Regions from separate parts of the Mus musculus genome. Here all the other regions are linked to region 1. Evidence: chromatin contacts called from public promoter capture Hi-C data. All regions are on one chromosome and are shown on one strand. Each heading gives the region's core, a stretch centred on a gene start, on an enhancer-like site or on the middle of the called end of the contact. The rest is flanking DNA. Distances are from core to core; before and after follow the strand shown. Region 1 holds the start of Lin54 (lin-54 homolog (C. elegans)). Region 2 overlaps Gm36793 (predicted gene, 36793). Region 3 holds the start of Abraxas1 (BRCA1 A complex subunit). Region 4 holds the start of Tmem150c (transmembrane protein 150C).

The links. Promoter capture Hi-C pulls out the DNA fragments that hold promoters and counts their contacts. Capture Hi-C pulls out chosen DNA fragments and counts their contacts.
Region 2: a promoter capture Hi-C map of pre-B cells shows a contact between it and region 1, with 3 times the contacts expected there. The contact joins the enhancer-like site here to the promoter of Lin54 in region 1. A contact is called at or near these places in 3 of 39 promoter capture datasets (the 3T3-L1 cell line, the C10 cell line and pre-B cells) and 1 of 484 Hi-C or Micro-C datasets (B cells).
Region 3: a promoter capture Hi-C map of adipose tissue shows a contact between it and region 1. The contact joins the promoter of Abraxas1 here to the promoter of Lin54 in region 1. A contact is called at or near these places in 8 of 39 promoter capture datasets (the C10 cell line, the HPC-7 cell line, cranial neural crest and 4 more), 2 of 484 Hi-C or Micro-C datasets (cerebral cortex and embryonic stem cells), 5 of 115 datasets of contacts at active chromatin or transcription factors (bone marrow-derived macrophages, effector CD8 T cells, large pre-B cells and 2 more) and 2 of 9 other capture datasets (adipose tissue and liver).
Region 4: a contact with region 1 is called in a promoter capture Hi-C map of adipose tissue. The contact joins the promoter of Tmem150c here to the promoter of Lin54 in region 1.

What each region holds. Positions count from the first base shown.
Region 1 is chr5:100,498,411-100,503,216 of GRCm38.p6, forward strand. It overlaps Lin54 (lin-54 homolog (C. elegans)), which reads right to left and starts at 2,229. Exons shown (of 13, transcript NM_172714.4): 1 at 2,091-2,229.
Region 2 is chr5:100,908,537-100,913,227 of GRCm38.p6, forward strand. It overlaps Gm36793 (predicted gene, 36793), which reads right to left. Exons shown (of 3, transcript NR_168093.1): 2 at 3,076-3,511; 3 at 1,464-1,855. It overlaps Gm36740 (a long non-coding RNA gene), which reads left to right and starts at 4,657. Exons shown (of 3, transcript XR_389418.1): 1 at 4,657-4,691. Within about 2 kb of position 1,390, at least 20 of the 459 cell types and tissues checked have an H3K27ac peak or open chromatin away from gene starts, as enhancers often do. A contact at or near this core is called in pre-B cells, where this site is marked.
Region 3 is chr5:100,818,569-100,823,096 of GRCm38.p6, forward strand. Abraxas1 (BRCA1 A complex subunit) reads right to left here and starts at 2,367. Exons shown (of 9, transcript NM_172405.3): 1 at 2,263-2,367; 2 at 1-39. The coding sequence starts at 2,349.
Region 4 is chr5:100,157,305-100,161,770 of GRCm38.p6, forward strand. Tmem150c (transmembrane protein 150C) reads right to left here and starts at 1,977. Exons shown (of 8, transcript NM_001382851.1): 1 at 1,915-1,977.

The DNA.
Region 1 (4,806 bases), core at 979-3,478:
TCCAGCTGCTTCCTTTCCCAGTTTGCACGAAATGGAGCGCTATAGGGTACCCGGGGACCCAGGAGGGAGCCGGGGTGGCGATGTCGCCGCGGCCGCCGCCTCTGGTATGTCAGAGGCCGGGATTGTATTTCGAAAGATCCGCCATTTTCACCTCGTCATCACCATCACAGCTCAGCAGCTTCCCCCGACAGCCGAGCCCCAGCCGCCGCCGCCACCGCCGCCAGTCACCTCCCCCTTCCTCCTGCTCCCGCCCCGGCCCGCCCTCCGGAGCAGCGCACACCCACATATCCGGGGAAACCTCCCGTCCGCCCCGCCAACCTTCAAACGCACTCAGGGGGGAGGGAGAGGTTCTAGGGCTCACCGGCGGGTCATGCCAGACCCAACATCCCAATACCAAACACTCGGCACCCGGGAGACCCGCAGGAACGCCACGGGGAATCGTGATACCTGCGGGATTCCAAGGCCTGGATGTTGGTTAGGAAGGCAAGCCGTGTGGAATCTGACACAAGAACAGTAAAACCTCAAACTTTCATTTCCAGAAACACACTTGAGAGAGATGGTAGACCATGTTTCACGTATATTTCAGAGTCACTGGAGAGCTTTAACGTCACTCACCAACGCTGGCATTCTACTCCACTCATAGGACTATGTTGACAGTATGGCTATTTCTATATGCATGCCTGACTTCTCGGACATCCTTAAATTACAGGCGCTGATCATGCAGACATTGGTCTCCTCTCCCCTTCATTTTTAAGAATAAAGTTCTGAACTGTTTTCCTCTCAACTTTGACCATTTTTGCCCATGAACAACATTATGTCAATTTGTCGTTGGTTTAAGATACTCAGGTACTACTAAATTTAAATTACTGATTCAACTCTATTATCATTCATAACCATCAACTTCTAACATATAGAAAATCCAGCTCTTCGCTAGAACCCTTTGCCAACTGACTTTAGGATCTAAGTTTCCAAATTAAAAACCATCTGCTGCTGATAACACTTGTTCAATGCAGAGGGGGGAAAAAAACAGCTTGCTTTAGAACAAGATTCCGGAACAACCTATCCATCTCCCACCCCCTTCCAGTTCCTCTCATGGTGTAGTCTAATAAGCACCCAAGAGGGAATAGAAGTAATTAATCATGTAAGGAATTAAGAACATATAAGCTGCAAGGCTTAATAGGACCAGCATCCTCCAAAAGTTAGCTGTTTGACTTCAGAAAGCCTTACTAATTGCCAGTTCAAAAGCTTTATTCTTTATCATTCAGTCATACTATAAGCTCTTAAAGACCTAACAGAAACCAGCAAGCTGAATCTCAGGGTTGTGGACAAGGCTAATCTACTGTCTTAAGTTTCCCTAAGAATAAGGAAGAAGCAGAAGCCATTTCATTTCCCTACCTTGTTTGAATGACACCTCCATATAAAAGTCAGCAGGCTCAGGCTTAGTCAAGGGCTGTCTCCCACCCACTCCCGGCGCGTTTCTACCGAGAGCCCGCTAGAGGCTGAGCGTGGAAGGGGTTCCCAGTTTCTCCATCTTTCAACTTTATTCCCCACCAACAGCCGGGTCCACCGGCACTCGGATGGTTGTTTACCGTTGCTTGACCAGGCTGAGTCCCAGCCCGCTCCCTTCCCCCGTGCACCGCGGGGACACTATGACATTTGGCTGGTGGGCTTCGCGAGGGAAACGGACACACACCCAGAAGAGTCCATACAAAGGGGCGTAGGAAGAACGCGGCGCCGGGCAGCAGCGAAAGGAGGCGCTGGTACGAAATGACACAGCAGCAAAACAGGTTCCCAGAAGCCCGGGGCCGGCAGCCGCTTCCCGGGCCGCGCCGAGAGCCTGTCAACAGCCGCCCAGCCCTTCCTCCCGAGCGCGGGGCGGGCGGCGCCGGCCCGCCGACTGACAGCCGCGCTCTCCGGCGCCCGCCGCTCGCGCCGCGCCCCGACAACCCTCGGTCCGCCGCGGCCCACCGGCCCACCGCCCGGCTGCCCGGAGCCGCCGCCGCGCTCTCCGCCCGCGCGCCGCTCGCCCCGAGCGCGGGCCCGGCGCCGGTCCCCGCCGCTCAGCCCGGGTCTCCGGAGCTGACACTCACCCGAGCCGGCGGCGCCGCCTCCTTCTCGCGCCGCGCTCCCCGGGCTCCCAGCAGCCGCGGCGGCGGCGCCTCCGAAACACAGACCCGGGTTTGTTCAAAATCACGCCCAGCGCCATTCCACCGCCGCATCCCATAATACGCCGGGCCGCCCCGCCCCGCCCGCGCGCCGCCCCGCCCCCGCCGGCGGCCCGAGCCCCGCCCCTTCCGCGCCCCTGCTCCGCCCCCTGGCAACCCGAGTCGCGTCTTTGCGCAGGGCTGGGGGAGCGCTCTGGGGTTCCACGTGACTGCTCCTGGGGCCTCCGTCAAAGGGAAGGCGGGGAACTCCAAGTGGGTTCGTGCTTCTGGCTTTGTGACTAAACCTCGGTCAGTGCGGTTTCCAGCGCGCCCCCGCTTGGTGATGCGCCTGAGTGAAGAGAGAGTCCGCATCCTTTCTCAAATGTTAATAAATCTGTTGGGGTTTAGACGTGAACGTTGCAAGGGGCTCCTAAAAGCTCCTGAGAGAGCACGCAGAGTTACCTTGAAAGGGAGTTTTTGATAATTTGTCTTGCAACACACCTTATACTGATACATATGGATTCTTTGCATTCAGTCATCTCATTTCCTGGGATATTTATAAATCCAAGAAATAAAAAATATATATTAAATTTTAAAAAGGCCTTACAACGTGAAACTACCTGGGGAACCACACGAAGGAGGCGGGAGATAAGTTAAAGGTATCGCTTTCCAACCAAGTATTCCTGGGGGTACTGTGGGGGCATCACTAGAAGAAAAAAGGCAGAGAGACTGAGGCCCCAAATTTAGATAACCCCCACCTCCACACCTCACCTTGGTAGAAAAATTCTGAGTTCCTTCCACCAAGCTGACACAGTTCTGATACCACTACTACAAAACAGGACCTAAGGAATAAGGGCAACATTTCCGGGTTTACTGTGGATTTTTTACAACGACTAAAATGACTAGTACAATCTTATCAGTGTCAGCAATCTGGTCAAAACAACTCACACCATGACATAGCGTTTAATGTATGTGGAGAATGACAGTTTTACATTAGTGAATATAAGAACTGTGGTATCCAGTGATGCATTATATAACACTCAACAACTGTGCTGAATATTATAATTCTTAGAAGGAACTGGACAGATGTCTCCGTGCTTAGGACCATGGTTAGGACCCGGTACCGTTCCTATAAAGGACCTAAGTTCAGCTCCCAGCACCCACACCAGGTGACTTACAAGGCCTGTAACTCCAGTTTCAGGGAATCCAACATCCTCTTCACGACTCTGAGGGCACAAACAAATACACAGATATGCATGAAAATAAAATCTTAAAAATAAATACAATTCATATAAAATCAAGAATAAAATAAAGCTTTTAGCTGGGCAGGGTGGCCCACCTCCATATTCTAGCTTTTTAAAGGCTGAAGCAAGAAGAAGATTGGGAGTTTGAGCCCAGCACTCAGCCTGCATCTTTCAGTAAGACACATACACACACACACACTGTTTCCTTCTTTTCCTTGAATCAAGATTCCAGGACGACCAGGGCTACACAAAGAAACTTGTCTCAGAAAAAATAATAAAATAAAATAAAAAAACAAACAAACAAAAAAGCAGCAACAGAAGCCAGGCAGTGGTGGTGCACGCCTTTAATCCCAGCACTTGGGAGGCAGAGGCAGGCAGATTTCTGAGTTCGAGGTTAACCTGGTCTACAAAGTGAGTTCCAAGACAGCCAGGGCTATACAGGGAAACCCTGTCAAAAACAAAAAACAAAAAAACCAACTCATGTCAATAGCTGTGCACACAAAGGATTGATCCCTTGTCCAATCAAACTGCTCGTCTTATATAAATAAATAATTCTGGAGCTGTCATTACTGCCTTGGGAACTCAAAAAGTTGCCCCCAAAGCTATCTGCTGTTTAATTGTAGTTCAATATTGACATTCACTAGACTGCTTTCAACCGTAGGTCACAGTTCAGCAAAAGCAGTTCACATGGTTGGTGACTCTCTGCGCGCTGTGTAAAGTACATAGGACAAAGTATTCTTTTCTTATTTTTCAATGCTAGCTTTCCTAGACTAATTCTGAAGAGAAATGACATCTTCAAAGGCACATCTGGGCGCAGCAGTGTGCATTTCAGTCACTGCATGCTGCCTGGGAGGGAAAGACAGGAGGATCAAGAGTTTGGGGTCAACCTGACTCAAAAAACAAAGTAAAGCAAACATAGAAAACAGAGACATCTGCTAGTTCTTGTTCTTCATGAAACTATCCTGAAGGGTTTGCCTTCGTTCTTGAGGATTTATGGCTGGTACCCAGCAACACATAAAACACACACAAATCACACATGTTGGCCACAGAGCCAAGGTCTTCCTCCCATGAACCTCTTTTCAGTAGCAAGTTAAGCATGCCCTCAGATGACATGTCTTCCTGAGTCACTGGTCAGACTTGCCCGTGTGCTTCTTCTTGAACCATTCCCTAATAAAAGAGCATCCCCAAGAGCAGGCGTTGGCACATGAAAGCTTATAAACCAAATCCAACGCATGACTTTCCTCTCATGCTTATGTAAACTAAGAATTGTGGAGGGTTTTTTTTGGGGGGTGGGGTTGTTTTAAATTTTCGTGAATGTGGCCACATGTTTTTATCTGGTGAACCATCTCACCAGCTTCAAAATTACATTAAATGTTATTTTTATTACTTTTAATTACATGCATGTGTGCAGCTATGTG
Region 2 (4,691 bases), core at 140-2,639, 410 kb after region 1:
CTGGAATTCCAAGGAAATGGCTGCCAAATACTTTAGTCTGGTGTTTATAAAGGCAAAACCCTCAAGTTTGCGTACTTCCCACCTTCGTCCTATCAGGGGCCAGCATGCATCCTAACGTACTTCCTGCTTTGTACCACCCGCCTATCTGTGATAAAGGGAATCCTGTGCAGTTGGGGCAACCACCGTTGTTTACAAAAGTGAAAACACCTGGCTTGTTATCTACCATGAACAACATGGTAGATAAAAATGCCCCCTGGCATTCCAGAAAGTTAACTGTCCTTGGGCAAGTGGAGTTTACAGGTTAGAGGCATTTTCGTTTTATGGATCTCTTAATCACGGTAATTAAAACTTAAAGCATAACTTTAACCCTCGCACTAGATTAAATATTAACTGAATCAAACCAGACTCTAGACAGGCAATTGTACCTGGATGCTTCTGGAAGTTTCCTCTCTGATGCTGAGAATAACGCGTGGGTAATGGCGGGACAGCGAGGGCTGCTGTGGTGCGCCCCGCTTCTCTGGCAGCTGTTCAGTGCACCGTCTCTGCTCAGTGCAGGGCAGAGAGCCAAGGAGAGTCTCTGAAAACCCATAGGGCCTGGAGCAAGACTTTCCAAAGTCTACCTCCCCACCCCCTTTCTATGAGAGATGACAGACAGCAATAAAAATTCTGAGGCCCTGAATATTTCCCACTGCTGCCTCACAGCCTTGCAGCCAGAGGGAAATTTCTACATTCAGCACCAAACACACGTCTGTCTGAGCTCGGAGTGCTTAGCCTGCTATGGGACACATCGCTTCTCACATCTGAACCTAAAAGGGATAACTCACTTGAACAGAAACTCACAGCGACTTTTTGTTCCAGGAAACAGAGGTTCTGCGGTGACATTTTTCTCCTTCCAGGGGAGCATAAGAAGGTGGGGATGCTAGCGGTGCATGTTTCAGGAGGGAATTCAACTTTATAGAACCACCCAGAATCGAGGAGGAATGAGCTATGGTGGCCTTAAATAAAGATGATGTAAGAAACAAGGGTCTGGAGAGATGGGTCAGTGGGTAAAACTGCTTGCTTCTCAGTCCTGAGGATGGGAGCTTGATCCTAGCATCCCGTAACAAGCCAGAATTCATTTCTAGAGTCCAGCCTCTGTGCGCATGCGTCCATTCACACGCAGCCATGCTAATACATAAGATGAGTATTTTAAAGTGATGAAGGAAAGAGCCCGTTTCCTCACTGTGCCCTGGGAGCTGGTCTGGATTAAATAGAAGCATTTTGGCCGTGCCTTCAACCTTTTCCCTCCATTCTCTCTCTCCTATTTATAGTGACTCCTTCAGCGCATGCCTGGCTCAGGTTCCTCTGCTCTGTTCGTTCCGGCTTGCTATTTTAAACACTTGCGGAGGTCGTCCTGAGCTGCAGTCATGTGTCTCTCGGCAGCAAAAGTCACTCGACTAAGAAAGGCACAACGCTCACTGAAGTGATGTCCAAATTAGATTTTTTTTTTTAAAGAATAGACTTATTTCAAGTATCTCTGTGGATTATTCTTAGATGTGTTTTAGAGCAAGAAGCGCTTGGTTCCCAGAACTGATGCCATTTTTTGACGTGATCTTGTCAAATAGTTCATTACATCACTAAAAGGAAATTCAGTTTCACGGACTATGAGTAAGTCAAGTCCTTAAGCCAAACTTTCCATTCTACTAAGAGAATACAGTCTCTGGGCCATAAGAGGTTGGTGGAAATCTCTTGTCCAGGGCTGATCCATCAGCTGTCAGTCACTCACTCTCGGGATCCTGTGCAGCCCTGTGTCTCTGCTTTCACCTCTGTTCATCGTAAAGCAAGGCTTCTCTGATTATGGCCCGGCAGCCTTTGTCTGTGAGAGTGTACACAGATATTTAGAAGCCAGTTGGCTGGGCTGGCGAGTTGGCTTTAAGAGCAGTCTTTCCAAAGTCCTGAGCTCAATTCCCAGCAACCACATGGTGGTCACAACCATCTGTAATGGGATCTGATGCCCTCTTCTGGTGTGTCTGAAGACAGCTACAGTGTACTCATATATGAAAGGAGAAGGAGGAGGAGGAGGAGGAGGAAGAGGAGGAGGAGGAGGAGGAAGTGGAGGAGGAGGAGGAGGCAGCAGCATTTTGCTACTGTAGTTTCTCCCCTAGGACCTAAACTGTCATGGAGTTTTGACTGTGTTTATCATACCAGGCACAAGTTCTCTCCTATGGAGTGAGCCAAAGATGAGTTAGTTTTCTTACATGTTGCAATACTTTCTGGTACAGAAGATTTTGTTCTGCAGTTTATGGGTGAACTTTAGGGAGCGTGTCTTGTGGTAACAGATCAATGTAAGTTTTGGATCAGTCACCTGCCCTATAATGCTATCTTTCTGAGCAAGAACCCTACAGATGCTCATTCACATATGCATGCATTCTTTGGTCATTTGGGGAAAAATGTTTTCTGCGCAAGACAGAAATATTTTCCTATTCGAGTGCTCCGACTATCCCAGCGTTGGCAAACTCAGGTTGTCTGCTGGCAATCTTGTGTTCTCTCTCTCCTCTTGCTTAGCTGTTTCCAGCCCATGAACTAGAGGATGAGACCAGGCTCCAAATGGGTGAGTGAGGGTTTTGAGCCCTGGCTCCTTCTTGTGATGGGTTGGTTGGCTGTAGCCTAGGTGCTGTGCTCGAATAGGGGCAGAGCCTTAGGTATGCATGAAGGTGTTAGTGTTCCTTCTATGCCCTGCCCAACAGTTACCTGGCAACAGCCAGGTAGGCCTGGCTTGGTAAAATAGGGGGCTTCCCCCCCCCCCCCCGTCTCTGTCTCGACCCACTTCTCAACTTCCCTTCCCACGCCTAAATAAACTTTATTCTCTACTATACCTGTTGTATGGCTGGTACCTCAGGGGGGAAGGCATGTCTCAGTATGGGCCCGCCGAGGCACCCCCTCCCACCCCACCTTACCTGGCTCTATCCCCCTCTTTTATGAACCACAACAGAAGACAGAAGATGTTTTCGAGAACTCTGAGTTCAGAACATCTGAGTGACAGATTCTCTCCTTAGTCCTCAGTAATGGGCTTTCTACCAAAGCCAAGAGACTCACGTGCTTTCCTGGAAGAGAAAGCTTCCTCAGCCGCTGCCTTCACCGGATCTGCTGGACCACAGAGCTGGAGTGCGGCCAACTGCATCATCTGCCTCTCATTCTTTCTAGGTACAAAAGTCCTTATTAGCAGAGCAGGCCCACCAAGCCCTCAAGTAAATCATTATTTTCATTTTCACGTGAGAAGTGGAGCTCGGCGGAGATGCGGTTGCGGACTTCTGCGCTTCAGTTATTTTTCTTCTACAATTTCACCGCTGACTTTTCCTATTTGCGGCCTTTCTTCATCATCGCCGTCCCTCTCAACAGCGCCTCCTACTGGATCGATTCTCATCTATGTTCCCCATTTTCACTTTTCTGTCGGCTTCTCTGGTGACAACTGAAACTTCGTTGCCTCCTCTACACACAACAGGATTCTCCTATCAAAATATCTTTCATGGGGCTGGAAGACATAGCTCAGTGGTTAAGAATGCTTGCTGCACACACATGAAGATCCAAGTCTGGACACCTGTAGCCCTCACCGCCATTCCATTCAGTAGCTAGCTGAGTCGCTCCAGAGTGGCAGTTCACAACCTGTGGCTCGCGACCCCTACGACAAACCTCTATCTCCAAAAAATAGGTATGATACGGTTCATAAAAGTAGCAAAATCACAGTTACAAAGTAGTAGTGAAGATAATTTTATGGTTGGGGCCACTACAATGTGTGGGACTGTATGCATTCAAGAGTTGCAGCATTAGGAACGTTGAGAACCACCGCCCTAGATAGAGCCTCTGTCTGCCTTTCCCGTTGCTTCTCTGTTTCTCCCTTCCTCCTGTGCTCGTGCTGAGGAGGGAGGCTGTCATGAACCTGAAGCTTGCAAGGGCCCCGAGGAGCCTCAAGAATTGTGTGGGTAGGAACGTGACTTCTTTTCTGATTGGCCCTCCAGAGACTGGAGGCTGGGCCAACATCCAGAATGCAGCTTCTGACTCTGCGCCAGGTAACCCAGCTAAACCACATCCTGATACCTGCACGGTATTATTTTAAGCTGCTGAGCTTGTGGCAAACAGCTACTCAGAAGTAGGTGGCTGGCGCTCACCTCTCATTGAAGGAGCCTTGAAGGGGTGACTTAGCTACAGCCAAGCAGGGCTCTGCTCACTCACCACAGTTTCCTTCTTCTGCCAGGGAACGACATTGTCCCTAGGAAGCAGCCCCCAGCCAGCTGCTACATTTCTCAATGCCCCTTTTCATCTGAATGGAGCCATTGACTGGTTCTCAACAAGGAGAGTGGAAACCACCTGGGATGGGATTTTCTCCACTCTCTTAGCCTGTCTGCCAGTTGGAAGCAGAAGGCCAAAGCCCAAGAGCCCTAAGGAGCCCCAAGCAAGAGGACTTGGTACTTCACTTCCTCACATAAAGAGAGGTTACCCACTGATACGGAACAGCTGGACGACATTCATCAGACTGGGGAAAAATCAACCAACCAACCAACCAACCAACCAACCAACCAACCAGCCTTCATGATGTTAAGCCATAGACTTCTCAGGTTTTGTCTATTGTAGCAATGCATTTGTTTAACATTTTATCAATTTTCTTACTTCAGAAATGGAAAGTTGTTGTGATCGAATGAAACACTGGTCAAATT
Region 3 (4,528 bases), core at 1,117-3,616, 320 kb after region 1:
CTTGGCTTCACCTTTCATTTCACCGAGGAGAAAACCTTCCTATGAGAGTAAACAAAAGAAGCAGTATATGAAACACACTGGCTAGGGTCAATATTCTATCTCCTAATCATATCTTCTCAGAATTTCACAATATACAAATGTGTTATAGGTAGTGGGCACATGGGTAACTGGGAAAGGCTGAGAGGGAGACAGAGTGGAACTGATTTGTTTGTTTGTTTGTTTTGAGACAGGGTTTCTCTGTGTAGCTCTGGCTGTCCTGGAACTCACTTTGTAGACCAGGCTGGCCTTGAACTCAGAAATTCGCCTGCCTTCTGCCTCCCAAGTGCTGGGATTAAAGGCGAGCGCCACCACGCCAGGCTGAGTAGAACTGACTTTAAAGGGCTTGGTAATAGTTTGGGAAGGCAGAGAGTGAAGCACCCCTAACTCAAATGCATAAAAGTTTTAAGTCTGTTTAAGAGCTCAGCTGAGCAGTTTGTCTTGAAGCGCAAGGCTTCTGTGGACAGTTGTAACAAGAGGGTAAAGTCCCACAAGATAATCCAAATGAGCAGCCCAAGTCTGGATTTTACACATATTTCTGAGTGTCAGTGGAGGTTTCTTAGCTATGGAATGCTAAAGTGATCAATGTTTTCAGATGTAAATCTGTCTAAAAATTATTAAAAAAAAATAAAGATTTGTAATTCAGTTACATCTGCTTCCCAGTGGGTCTACTGTGTGCCTGTTTTCTTTTAAAATACAGGCAGCCTTTTGAGTTTTTGTTTTGTTTTCTCATTTCAGTGACTCAAGTTTTTTCTTTGGGTGCATTTAAAGATCAAGTGAACTCTTCTATTCATTAAAATTGGTTTATAATGCCCTGCCTCCATTTCATCAAAATAATCGAACGACCAACCAAACAAACATAGGAATGTCCCAGTCTTTTAACAGAATCAAGTGGGTAAAAATCTGCAATTGCAAATGTTCTTGATTTTGATACTCCCAATGTTAAAAACTAGGAAAAGTACCAGTCAATTCTAAGTACAATTATTCAGAAACCAACTCTAAAAACTTTAGTTGAGCTGGAGGGACGATTCAGTCATTAAGAGCAGTGGCTGCTCTTGCAAAAGAACAGGATTTAGTTCTCAGCGCCCACATCTTTATCTCCCATTAAGTTCCAGGGGATGTTATGCCCTCTTCTGGTCTACTTGGGCACTGCCCATGTGTGATCCACAGATGCTCAGTAAATGACTCTTCAAACAAACAAACAAAAGTTAAAATATCTGAGAAACTAGGGTCAAACACCAAGATGTAGTGTACAAGGGCTAATCCTATAAACTACAGACTTAGGGCAGTTTACTTATGTTCACGCTAAACATCTTCTAAAATAAGTCCCACAGATACACACACACACGTGTTTGTGTTTAGTATGAAGTTTGTGTATCATCCTCCCGTAGAGCCATGCTAATGTATCATCCCATTATGTGCTGCCCGGTGAGTACCTCGCGCATTCAAAGATGTCATTTGTTTCCCCCTGGTATTTTGATGTACTGCACATCAAAATCATTGTACACTCCTATCACTGGGACTGTGCTGAGAAGCAATTTAGGCAACGCAGATCTGACACTTAAAGCGAAGGACTCAACAGTTCAAATACCTTACTCCACACTGTTCAGTATGGTGCTCTCTGCACTGTATTCGTGCAGACCCCAAACTCATTTTAGATGTTTCTAGTTTCTTTCTTTATGTTACTAAGAACTTAATACAAGATGCTACTGCCAGACCTCAAAGTTTTACGGTAAGTTTTTAATCTACCAAAAAAAAAAAAAAAAGCCTTAAAATTTGTTTTCAATGTCACTCACGGGCTTCGAAAGGAGGCAAAGGCTTAAAAATGCATTTACACATCTGATCCTGGACAAGGTGCGTTTGTAACGGAAAGTAGCACAGAAATAGCCGGATCTTACAGCCTCATGCCAGGGTAGCCCTACAACTAGCCAGCCCCTTGCGGCTGGGTGCGGGGTCTGGCTCGCCCCTGCTCGTCCTCCCGAGCCTCGCGACGCTCACGCGCTGCGAGTAGGACCCGGCGCCGGGATCCTTCGCACAGCAGGGTAGCGAGGCAGGTAAGCTGCCCGACTTTCGTCGCCGAGCCGGAGGCCCCGGGGAACTTTCCTCCAAGCCCAAGGGCGAGCAGAGAAAAAGGGCCCGGATGAGAGCCCGGGAGGGCGCCCTGCTCCGCGAACCCACGGAGCGAGCGGGGACTGCGGGCGGGGTCGGCAGCCGCGCCCGGCTCACCGTGTCTGAGTCTGTGTTGAGATGATGGAAAGTGAGCGCGCCGAGCACGAAGCCAGACAGCACCCCCAACGTGCTCTCGCCCTCCATACTGCCGCCTCGGTCGCTGCCGCCACAGCCACTATCGCGGAGCATGACGGGAGGCTGGAGCGTAGGGGCGGGGCTTGAGCCTGCGCACCGGGAGACGCGGGTTGTAGGGAGCGCGGTGTCCTCTAGCCGGGTAGGGTGCTTCTTTCATCAGCTTGGCTGAGACACCTGCAGCATGCATGGAAAACACTGTTTATGCATAGTTTAAGGCTACTAATGGTTGTAAAAATAAGAATCGCTTAGCAATATTTTAATACCACGGATATGTCTTTTTGGGGTTTCCACTGCCCTTCATCTATTGGAACTTATGGAAGATCAATAACCAGTGGTGGGTGGGAATTATCTTCTCTAGAGTATTCCCGCTGTGTTGCGTTATTCTGTCTGTGTGTATTTGATTCTTTGGTTTGTTTGCTTGCAATTATAAAGTTATGAACTGAGTCTAGTTTAAAGACTATGTATGTTTATAACATTGTGAAAGTTCAATGATAAGCACGAACATATTGTGTTGGATCATTTGATATGACTAAAGTAAGTGAGAAGGTGAGGGATTGACATGTATTTCACACGTGTCATACACAATTTAAAAAGCCGATGGTTTTTAAATAATTGAAACTTGGCAAAGTGGCATGCTCCTGAATTGCATTAGTATTGCATGTCTCAGTTTTGTTGTGCAATAGCCAGGATTAGCTTGTCAGTGGCAACATGGAAGAAGTCACAGCTCCACTCTGTGGTCACTAATAGCTTGTGGAGTTCTCCTCCCCCTAGGAAAGGAGAATTTATAGAATACATATGTATAGTGCCGGGCGGTGGTGGCCCACGCCTTTAATCCCAGCACTCGGGAGGCAGAGGCAGGCGGATTTCTGAGTTCAAGGCCAGCCTGGTCTACAGTGAGTTCCAGGACAGCCAGGGCTACACAGAGAAACCCTGTCTCAAAAAACCAAAAAAAAAAAAAAAAAAAAGAAAAAAAAGAAAAACATATGTATAATACATATGTATTATAGAATGTGTATGTATTAATATATATTCCGTGGTACTATCATATGTATCACATATATAATTATACATAATACATGTAAAGGCCCATGGTATTTAGTTTTCATTACATGAGCTAGCCACCAGAGTTCAAGGCTGGTTGTGACAGGAGAATAAAGACAACAGTCCTAGATGACAAAGATCCTACCCAGCACGTACATTTCCCACCCTTTGACCTCGGCACCTCCCCCCCCCTTGTGAAGGAGTTCTCATGTACCCGAGTTCCCTAATATGCAAGTTTGAGGGGAGAAATAGTTTCCCACATCTCAGAATACAAAGTCTTGAATAAACCCGATTTCCTTCCACCAACTCTCATTCTCTGAATATTAGCTTTTAAGTATGGAGCAGATGACCTTGGGTGTGGTGACATTTCTGCTGAATATTAATTGCTTTTCTGTTGCTGTGATAAACCACCATGACCAAGGAACCTTACGGAAGGGACGGTTTATTTGGGCTTACACATCCAGAGGGATAGGAGCCCATCACCGTCACAGCAGGGAGCCTGGCAAGCAGCAGGCAGGCATGGTACAGCAAGCAGAGGACACCCTGAACCTCGAGAAAGATGCAGAGAGAGCAAACTAAAATTGGCACAAGTCTTTTAATTCTCAAAGCCTGCCCCCAGTGACTCCTTCAGCAAGACCACACCTCCTGAACCTATCCAAATGGTGCCACCAACCAGAAACTATTCAGATTTCTAGACTGTGTGGGCATATCTTTGAGACCATCACAGCTGTGTTCTGGGATAACACCCTCACTAGACCCTATTGCTGTCTGAAAACTACATCACCATGTTGTGACCGTACAATGGTATACAAAGCAGTAAGAAGAAGTGTTAATCCTACCAGGTGAAAATAAGACTAGTACCACAATTTTTGAGCAAAATGTAAAGCAGGCTTTATTAGATACTGGTCAGGATGATGGACACCGGCCAGTTCCATACCTTGGATGCCCAGAGAATGGCTGTAAACCCCACAAGACTCCGTATTCCCACGTTCATCCAATCAACAGCAATCATATCCGGACATACTTCCTGCCTACATACCTCTCTATCATGCATGTGACCAAGCACTTCCTGTGCAGCTGGAGCAACCAACCTTCTTCACAGAAGTGAAAACACCTGGCTTGTTATCTTACTTGAACCGCAGCCCCC
Region 4 (4,466 bases), core at 727-3,226, 340 kb before region 1:
ATAGCACAACTGAACACAGAATTCTTGCAAGGTGACTGAGCAAGGTGACAGCAGGCTGTAACAAAGGCCAACTGACAGTATTGCTGTGTCCATGAAAAAACGATGACCCTTTAAAGCAACCGACCTCCCTCGAAAAGCATTGGACAAGAAACACAGATTAAGAAATCGCTATCAAGATATTATAATGCAAATTTAAGTAAACCAAACAGACTTTATTCAGTTAACCTGCAGATCGCAATAAGCATGCATTTTCCCCCCAAACTCTTTATGTTTGACCAGTGTCATAACATCTGTCAATTATTACTAATGCTAGCAAAACTTCCTTACCCTTTTATTTACTATATCCAGTTTGTCAGCTTCCAACTTGGGAGGCTTGCAAAAAACATTTAAGTAATTTGTACATCAAGGGCAAACCATTAAAATCCCCATGCTTATGCCAAGAAAATTAAATTCACACTTCTAGTTCATTAAGAGATGACAGTTGCTGGGCATGGTGGTGCGTGCCTTTAATCCCAGTACTCAGAGGCAGAGGCAGGTGGATCTCTGCGAATTCCAGGCCAGCCTGGTCTATATAGAAAGTTCCAGGACAGCCAGAGCTACATAATAGAGAGACCTTGCCTCAGGTGGGTCAGTAGTGGGGTGAGTGGGGAGGGAGGGAGGGAGACAGAGACAGAGAAAAGGTGGGGAGGAGCAGAGGGAGAGGGAGAAGGAGGCCAAGAGAGGGGGAGAGAGAGAGCTCGTGCACAGCTATGGTTACTTTGGAAGCAGGGTTTTCTCCAGGACATGTGTAAGAAAAAGTTAGGTATCTGCCCCAAGTTGAGATTGTAAAATTATTCATTTTGCATCTATTAACGTGTATGCGCCTAACGGTCTACCCTCAACACGGGACATTTTATGTGGGTCAGCTTACTAACTGCTACCATGGACTTCATACACTCACATTCGCCTACCCTTTTTATTAACTGCAGCCCAGAATGGAGTTACAGTCGTGCATTATTAAAATCTGTCTTCGATTCAAGCAGAGAATTGAAGAAGCAGAAACTAATATCGCCCTTTCGGCGGTGTTACTGTAATAGATCTAAGAAGTGCTTTATTCTGTCTTGCCTTTTAAATGCATCCGTGCATTTCGGTTCCCTATCAGGACCATGTATGTCGGAGGTCAGCCTGGGATCGCCCAGGGGGGTTGGCTGGCTTCCATTCACCTGGGCTCTGTTCTCACGTTGGCAATCACCACCCTGGCTCAGCCCTGAAAGATCTGGTCGGAAAAACCGCGACCAAAAGACCAGCAAAGTGCTTAGGGTATAATAAAGTGCCATGGGGGTCAGGGGTGGACAGAGAGGGATGAATGGAGGGCGGGTGGGGAGGAAGGAACATGAATTTCAACTGGGAAACCCCTTATTCCCTCTTTGATTCATTTAAGGAGGGGGAAAACCACTCAGCGAAGGCTCTCTCCATAACCCAAGAATGTCGACTTTTGAAAATTATTATGACCGTGGATAACCATAGCGCCTCGTGCACCGCGACCCGTACCCCACCCCCGCACTCCCCCTGGTTAAGCCCGAAATCCTGGATTCTTCCCAGGAACGCGCGCCCAGTAGGGCGGCCGCGGGGCTGCGCTCAGGGCACCGCAAGTTAGCGCCGGGGCCGGCAGGCTGGGCTCCGCCGCTCCTCCCCGGACCCCACCCGCGGTGGTGGGACACCTGTCACTGGGCGGGGCGGGGGGCCGCAGGCGACACTGCGGCGGCGGCGAGCGGGACGGGCGCGCCGCGGAGCTGCACCGCCCGCCTCGGGCTCGGGAGTACGCGCCCGGGGGCTGGGGAGGCACCGCGGCCGCCCGGGTGGGGTCCTCGCTGGGTCGGGAGCAGGACGAGCAGGGCATCAGGGGCCAGGGGCGGATGAGGGCGCCGCGCCTACCTGCTCCGGGCGGCGGCGGCTCGCGGGCCGTGACCTGCGGCGGCAGCGGCGGCGGTGGCAGTCGCGGTGGGGAGGGCGCTTCCTTCAGGAAGGGGTGGGATCTGCCCGCCCGCCCCCTCCCGCCGCAACGCGGCCCGTCCCCGACTTACTCCGGGGTCCCCGTCGCGGGGCTTCGGGTGGACAGCAGAGCTCTGAGGTCCCGTCTTGTACCTCCCCCCCTCCCCCCCCCCGTCCCCGGTTCCCTCACCGTCACCCGGGGCTGCGGCTGCGGGCGGACGGTCCAATCGCCTCCTTCCTAAGCCAAGGTGGACGCGCTTGCCTGGCGCTCCTCACCCAACAAAAGGCAGGACGGGATCCGGGATCCTCCGCCTGCTGGTTATTTATTCCTGACCTGTTGTAACCTTCTTACCGGCTCCCTTCTGTCCACACACCAAGGACTTTGCATACAGCAGCTAAAATTCACTTTCAGGCCCACGAGCCCAGCGTAGTTCTCCACCACCCGCTGCCCTCCCGTGGTTTTCTTTCATCTTACTGAGCAGACACAGGGCTAACTTCTGACCCTGATAATGGACGGAGGACTTCAAGGCCGCTCCCCTACAGCCAAACTTGCTCATTTCCCCTGTGTGTGTGTGTGTGTGTGTGTATGTTCATAAGACACTACTCAGCATTTTAGTAGCAGCCCCACCCCAGACCCCAACTTTTGTCACTGCACTGACCCCTAAGCAGCACAGCCCAGAGTCATGTTAATCTTAAATTCTTCATTAACTTACTTGACTGGCCTGCTATGCCTGGTAGGGTCGCCTGGATCAATCCACCACACCCATCTACTTAAAACCATTGCCTCTCAAAGCACAAGTTTCTAAGTTTCTAAGCTCCCTCCTCAACTCAACCTATACAAAATCTCTGCCACTGGCTTCTAGAATGCTCTCTTCTCCATGGCGCTTGTCATTATCTACGCATGTGTTGATTTCTGGCCACTGTTCTGTTTTGACTACTAGACCGTTCGATTCTTGAGGTCTTACGGCTTTCTGTTTACCATATATTAAGGAATGGGACTTTGATTTATTCAATTAAGTTAATTCAAAAGTTAATTCTAGTATAGAACCCCCTGAAAGCACGTGCTGAGTGGTGAGGGGCGTTTTCTGAAGAGAGTTAACTTTGTTTTTTTCAGACTCTCCAGGTGGCCTGTGAGGTTAAAAATTGCTTGAGGCCCAGCCTGAGCCCCAGTCTGAGGATTATACTCCTACTTCTTGTCCCCTTATGGGATGCCCAGGCTGGCTATTAAGACTGCATTGGAACCATGAGTTAATCTGGTATGCATGGGGTGGGGGTGGGGTACCACTGATCCTTGCTGCTGCTGCTGCTGCTAAGAGTTATGAACACAACATTATTGGGAGTTTGGGGCCTGGGGTGGGAGGCGTTATTAAAACGCCAATTCGTACATTTTTATGACTACCTGACCAAGAAAGGAGAGGAAAAGAGTAAGCTGACCGTGGGAGAGTAGGTAGAGAATCCCCGAGAGTTTCTCCCGCTTCAGCCTCCCAGGCGCTGAGGTTCCAGGGGTGCTCAACCCGATCTACTTCTGTCGCTCGCTCACTTCTTTTTAAGTTGACTGGAAGAGTCCTCTAGCTAGACATTTTTTTTTCTGATTCATTCTTTTAAAAGCCATTTATTTTTAATTACGTGTCTATTAGAGTGCCTGTGCATGTGAGTGCAGCAGCCTTTGGAACCCAGAGGCATCCATAAACCCCCAGCCCCAGAACTGGAGGCATGGCGGGTTGTGATCCACCTGATATGGGTGCTGGGGACTGAACTTAGGTCGTTTTCTAGAGCAGTGCAGGCCCTTAGCGACTGAGCCTTCTCTCCAGCCCCTCTAGTTTATTCTTCTGTGTGTGTGCACATGTGCATGGGTACATGTGTACATTTGTGCGATGGGGGTTGTGCTCAGGGCTTGCTAGGCAGACACTCTACCACTGACCTACATTCACAGACTCCTGTTTTATATCATCTAGATCCAGCCAAAGTGGTTCCTTTTAATTTGCATATGAGACCCACCCATGGAACTTAAAAAGAAGCACAAAGGCCCATCCTAGCTCCCTGGAGTCAGTGTGTGTGTTTGTGTGTGTGTGTGTGTTTGCATGTGGGTGATGGTGGTGGTGGTTTGTGTGTTTGTATGTGGTGTGTGTGTGTGTTGGGCGTGGGGTGTTTGAGACAAAGTCTCATGTAGCCTCAGCTGGGCTAGAACTCACTCTGTTCTATAGCAAGGCTGGCCTTACATCCCTGCCCCCACCTCCTGAGTGGTGGGATTATTGGCAGCTTGGCATCTGTCTTTTGGAGAGGTTCATGTCATGGTCAATATTGATTGTCAACTCAAAGAATCTAGACTCATCTCCGAGACCAACTTCTGGGCATAACCTAGAGATTTTCTAGGTTAGCCTCCAGGAATGTCTGTAGGGATTATTTAGGTTAAGTTAGTTGAACTTAGGTGGCTCTGGTTTATGAACTGAATGAAAGCTGGGTGTCTCATCCATCTCTCTCTACTTCCTGACTTC